2 separate regions of the Anas platyrhynchos genome follow, and region 1 is linked to region 2. Evidence: chromatin contacts called from public Hi-C data. All regions are on one chromosome and are shown on one strand. Each heading gives the region's core, a stretch centred on a gene start, on an enhancer-like site or on the middle of the called end of the contact. The rest is flanking DNA. Distances are from core to core; before and after follow the strand shown.

The links. Hi-C and Micro-C count contacts between places; a contact is called where the count stands out from the background.
Region 1: a Hi-C map of liver shows a contact between it and region 2, with 5 times the contacts expected there. The contact joins the promoter of KIF3A here to the promoter of ZCCHC10 in region 2. A contact is called at or near these places in 2 of 8 Hi-C or Micro-C datasets (liver and skeletal muscle).

What each region holds. Positions count from the first base shown.
Region 1 is chr14:1,636,980-1,639,715 of IASCAAS_PekinDuck_T2T, forward strand. KIF3A (kinesin family member 3A) reads left to right here and starts at 1,368. Exons shown (of 19, transcript XM_027468437.3): 1 at 1,368-1,527; 2 at 1,897-2,179. The coding sequence starts at 1,522.
Region 2 is chr14:1,474,876-1,477,802 of IASCAAS_PekinDuck_T2T, forward strand. It overlaps ZCCHC10 (zinc finger CCHC-type containing 10), which reads left to right and starts at 1,627. Exons shown (of 4, transcript XM_027468140.2): 1 at 1,627-1,784. The coding sequence starts at 1,744.

The sequences.
Region 1 (2,736 bases), core at 118-2,617, 160 kb after region 2:
CTTCAGGGTGAGGTGGTGGAAAACCGGCACTTTCCAAATCCTAGTCTCTCTGGCTAAGGCACTTTCCAGGAAGCAGGCAAGTCTTGAGCTCTCTGGAGGTCCAGGGCACTTCATAGCAACTCTTTGAGCCAGTTTCCCAGGCGGGAGCCGCTGTCAAAACCAAGAGAAGGATTATGAAGCGATATCCCAGCTCCTTGTGATAGGTGATTTCCTCTCAAGATGCTCGTCCAGTGCTGAGAACGAGACAGGAGCAGCCGTACAACTTCTTTGTTTGCTGATAAGCAAAGAACAGTTCTGGCACGCATTTTCCCAGGGGGAAGCTGATGATGGAAGAAAACGTGTCAGACAGCTAAACACTGCAGGCTCGCTTTCTGACTCTTGTGCTCTGTAAAAGCTCCCTTGAGCCACCCCGGAACGAGCAGTACGTATCGCTGCGCTCACTGCCCCGTACAGCTCTCCCTTTGCAGAGTTAAGTTGCAACCTGTTAGCTGCAGATCCCGAATTTCTGGCAAACAGAGGCCTATTGTTTCCAAAAAAAGCATCCGAGATGATTGTTCTTCAGATTTTTTTTTTTATTTCTTAATTAACAGTTTAAAAGCAATCTAATCTTTCTCTGTTACAGCTGAAGACACACAGCAGCTTTGGGCACACCACTCTCCAGACTCTGTATGTAATAAATGTGAAGAAAACTACTATTTAAAAGATAAACAGTGAGGTTGTCTCAGCCTGAAACAGCGCTTTAATGCCTACCTCATATCCCAGTTTTAAACAGTGTAAAAAAAAAGGGGGAAACAACAAAAAAAGACGTTAGTAGGTCTGCGATTTCTGCTGCTCTCTGCCAGCAGAGCGGCGGAGGAGGGCTTCCACAGCAGCGCTTGGGGGACCCTCGGGCTGATATTGCTCCGATAATTTCTCCGCTAATTTCTCGTTATCCCTGGAGTTCCGTGGAGCTCCCCGCTCTGTCAGGGACGCCCCGGAGCCCGCCCCGTCCTCCCAGCGCCCCCACCCCCCGCTGAGGCAGCGCGGCCCCCGCCGCCCTCCTTACCCGCCCGGCTGGGCCGCGCCGCGGGGGGGGGGGGGGCTCCGTGCGCGGCGGGGCATCGGGCCGCCCGCGGGGCCCCGCCGCCGCCCCAGCAGCTCCGCGGGGCTCCGCGGGGCTCGGCCGGGCCCCGGGCACCGGGCGGGGCCGCTCCGCCCCGCACCGCCCCCGGGCTCGGCGGCTGCGCGCGGCCCCGGCCCGGCCCCACCGGGCCCTGAGGCGGAGCCGGGAGTAGGCCGCGCCTCGCCCCGGCCTAGGCCCCGCGGTTGCCATGGCAACGCGCCCGCCCGCCCTTCCGATTGGCTGCGGGGCGGGGAGGGGCGGGACTCTCCCCGCCTTACCTCGGCAGCCATTGGCTGCGAGGGCTCCGCAGCGCGCGGGGATTGGCCGCCGGCCGGGCGGGCGGGGGGCGGGCGCAGGCGCGGTGCTGTTATTGTTCCGCGCTGCGGCCCCGCGCCGCTCCCTCACCGGCCGCCGCCGCCATGCCGGTGAGCGGGGCCGGGGGGCTGCGAGCGGGGATGGGGTGCGGGGATGGGGCGGGGGTGGCCCGCTTGGGGCCGGTTCCATCACCGGGAGGCTGAGGGTGGTGGTGGGGCCCGGGGCAGGGCCAGGCCGCGGGGCTGAGGGGGGCCCCTCACGGCGCGGGGCCGCTCCCGTCAGGCAGGGCCCGGGGCCGCGGCCTGGTGGCGGTGAAGTTCCTGAGGGCTGCGCGGTGCCCGCAGGCTGGGAGGTGCTGAAGCGTGCGGGGTGCGCCCTGCCCTCGTTATAAACCCCCCCCCCGGGTCAGGGGTAACGCCGCAGCGGTGTCCGAGGTAACGCCGCAGCCCGGGGCTGTCTCTGTGTGGTTTCCACCGCAGATCAACAAGGCCGAGAAGCTGGACAGGCCGGAGAGCTGCGACAATGTCAAGGTGGTTGTCCGCTGCCGGCCCCTCAACGAGCGAGAGAAGGCGACGGGCTACAAGATGGCAGTCAGCGTGGACGAGATGAGGGGGACGATAACGGTTCACAAAACAGACTCGTCCAACGAGCCGCCCAAGACCTTCACGTTTGACACGGTGTTTGGGCCAGAGAGCAAGCAGCTGGATGTCTACAACCTAACTGCAAGGCCGATTATTGACTCCGTCCTGGAAGGATACAATGGTGAGTGCCTTGTTTCAAGTCTGTGCACCCCATTTCGTGCTGCCTGCACTTTTAGCGATGCTGCTGGTCCTACTGGGAGCCTCCCTGGCGAGGGCTGTAGCTGTCTGTTTGTGTCCTGACCTCACTTAAAATACCCAGAAGGTGCTCATCATCCCGAGCACCCGCAGTGGTTGTAGCTGCTGACTGTAAACAGGGGGAGATCAGTGATGAGCAATGCCTGCTGAGGTCAGTGAGCTGTTGTGTTTTCATTCTCCATCTTCTGTTTACAAAGATAAACGCTTTGTTTCATTATCAGAATTCTCAGCGACTCTTCACTGTACAGTTTCAGTAACCAAGCAGCTGCCGTGGTCCTGCAGTAACTAGGTATGCATACCAGGCTTGTGCATATAAGTGCTGCATTTTCTCCTCTAAAATTTGCTGGTTTAGACTAAGATGACTAGTTAAGCACATCTGCGTGGCCCGGCAGATAATCTGCTGCTTCCTACAGCTGGAAAGGGTACAACCGTGGTTTGTGTGTGTGTTATGCATGCAAATACGCTGCGTTAAGGAAAGGAGAC
Region 2 (2,927 bases), core at 377-2,876:
AGGAGCAGCCCACACGCTCCATGAGTGTTCTGGCACATGGCAGCACAAACCTGGCTGTGCTGGCACATTGAGGGAACGGTGGTTCTGCTGTCACAGCTGCCAGGAGCACCAAATGTGGTTGGGCAGAGTACAGACACTGCTATCAGTGTGTAATTCACTCCAAGACTTGAAGTGATTCTGAGGTAAAAAGGGATCAGGGATTTATTTTAAGCATGGATTATTATAAATAGATCAATCCTAAAGCAGGAAATGCTTCTGTCTGACTTTCTCCATTCAAGTCAGATGCCAGCCATCAAGATTCAGATATTGAGGCCAGACTCTGGTGCGTTTATAACATACCAGGCATCACACAGCACAACGTAGCTATGGTGCCAGATGTAATTATTCACAGATTACCACAGAGCATCAGCCAAAACAGGACAATTATCAGATACCACAAGAAATGCCAGATGGAGAGGAAAACAAGCTGCATACAGGAACAGCCACTAGCCTTAGACATTAAAATTTCAGAGTTTGGAGACAGGAGCTACCGTGATTCAATTCGCCACACAGTAATTAATCCTGATGAGTTGGAGCTGCTTATGTCTAAGAATTCCTCAGTATCGTACCTTCCCCATGTGACAGTTAATGGGTGCCATTGTCCCCAGCAGATGTGACCTGCTCTGACATGTTTCATGTGTGACACAGCAGGAAGTTCTGGCTCTCGTATTTCCAGGCTGTGATACTAGAATCATAAAATCATTCAGGCTGGAAAAGACCTTTGGGATCATCAAGTCCAACCAGCACAAGGTACATTAGAGGCAGAACACCTCAGGACGTGGGGTGATCATCACCTGAAAGGATCAGATTTGTATTGCTGCATTATGCGTGCCGTATGTTCTATTCTTTCGCATCTGTGTTTCCACCTTGTACCTTGTCTTGAGGGAAGTGTAAGCCTCTCTGGCCAAGGTCTGTCTTTTCTTCCACTTCTACGTTTCCTAACACAGTAAGGCCCTGATCCAACTGGCACTGCTGGATGCTAGGAATTTAAGGAAATACAATATATTTTGTTGTTTTATATAATAAATGAATACTGTGCACTACCAAGAAGCCACATAGCTGTTACTACACTGCTATGGACCCACATTAAGGAGTATGTTTCCTTGAGGATTTTTGTAGCGAGATCGACGTTAGTGTTTTAATACCGATCCCTTGAGGTTACAACGAGTTTTGATAAAGCAAACGTTAGGAAGCCCCACTCCTGGCTGCCCTGAATTCAGGATGGGGGCTGTGCTGCCTGTGCCAGCTGGCAGCGAGGCACAGGGGGCTGCGTGCCAGGAGCGTGCCCTCAGAGCACTGCCACCACAGCTTCGTCTTCTGTCCCTTGACCTCTCCTCCCGTGCCATGAGCCGTAAGGAGGTGATGCAGGAGCCCAAAATACCAGCTGCTGCTGGCACAGGGCTCAGTGGGGTGGGGGCAAGGCTTCGCCTGGTGGTTCCTGGAGGTGCCTGAGGTGTTCATTCCCTCACTGTTAGGTATGGATGGAGAACAGAGGGGCAGCGCGGGCACGGGGACAACTTGTCAGCGCCAGCCCCTGAGAAGGGGCTTATACGTGACTATATTTGATGCTGATGCTGTGCGTTACGAGGCGATAATGGGCTAAATCCCCCCTTTTCTGCCATTTAGCCCCGCGCTGAGGGCGGCTCTGCCTTCGCCTCAGGCCCGCCTCGCGTCCCGGCATGCAGCGCGGCCCCGCCCGCCGCCATGGCGACTCCCATGCACCGCCTCATCGCCCGCCGCCAGGCGTGAGTGCGCCGGGACCAAGGGGGGTGTGTGGGGGGGGAGCACAACGGGGGGGGGTCCGCGGCCGCTCCTCGGGCAGCGGGGCCCCGGCGGCCCGGGCACGGCCCCGCAGCCCTCAGGAGAGCGCCCCGCAAGGCGGCCGGGCTGGGCCGGGGGGAGGCGGCGCGGTTCTAAAAGTGGCATTTTGGGGTTGGAAAAGTGGCATTTTGGGGTTATAAAAGCGGCGTTTGTGTGCTCCCGGCGTGGGTTTAGGGGCTGGTAAAGGGGTGTGTGGGGGGAAGCAGCGGCTGTGCTCAGAGCTGAGGGGTCTGATTGCCCAGCAGCGAAATGAGGAGAAGGCAGCGCTTTGGTGCTGTGAAGTGCAGTAAATGCCCCCCTCGGCACTCCTCTGGGGGTTTGCTTCTTCACCTCCCCCCTTAGAACAATTCCTGGTTGCTTTTTTAAGAGTGTTCTTTTTTTTTTCTGTCTGCTCACAGCTGTTGGTTAACATATGGATGGCCTCTGCGTCCTCATTCCTCTGTTGTTGTTTACTGTAGTTCAGTTCTTCCTCATTTTCCAGTAGAAAATAACTTGGAATTTCAAAGCACTTCTGGAATTCTGGCTCTTTAGGTTGCTATTCTGTATAGGTTAAGGAACGATTTCCTACGTTCTTGTTGTGTCTTCAGGTGCTTGATGGCTGTTTGCTGTATTGCACATTGGCTAACCTCTGCGTTTAGGTCGTAGCCGCTGACCTGTATTAAAAGTTTACCTTCACCTCATGCTTCTCATTCATGTTAAAACTTGTTAGTGTTGATATGATATTTATAGGTCTGGTTGCTGAGCTATTTTGATCTGTTTTCCTGGTTGTTGCTTTTAGGGCTTGATTTTTATCGTCCTACCTTGCATAAAGTTGTGTGCCCCAGTCATGTGAGCAGTCCCAGAGCCCTGGAAATGCTGAATTTTGTTGTTGTTGCTTTGAGCTGCCCTCCTCCTGTGGAGAGAGCTCTGGGCTGGTTTGTGGTACAAAAAAAGCAAAGTGAATGTTTTTCTATGTTGACTAAGCAGAGATAGCATCCTTGTTTTGCTTACATGCAACTCTTGTGGTAGAGCCAGGAGACCAGGGCAAGACAAAGCAAACTGTTCAGAGGACCTTGATTTGATTTGTT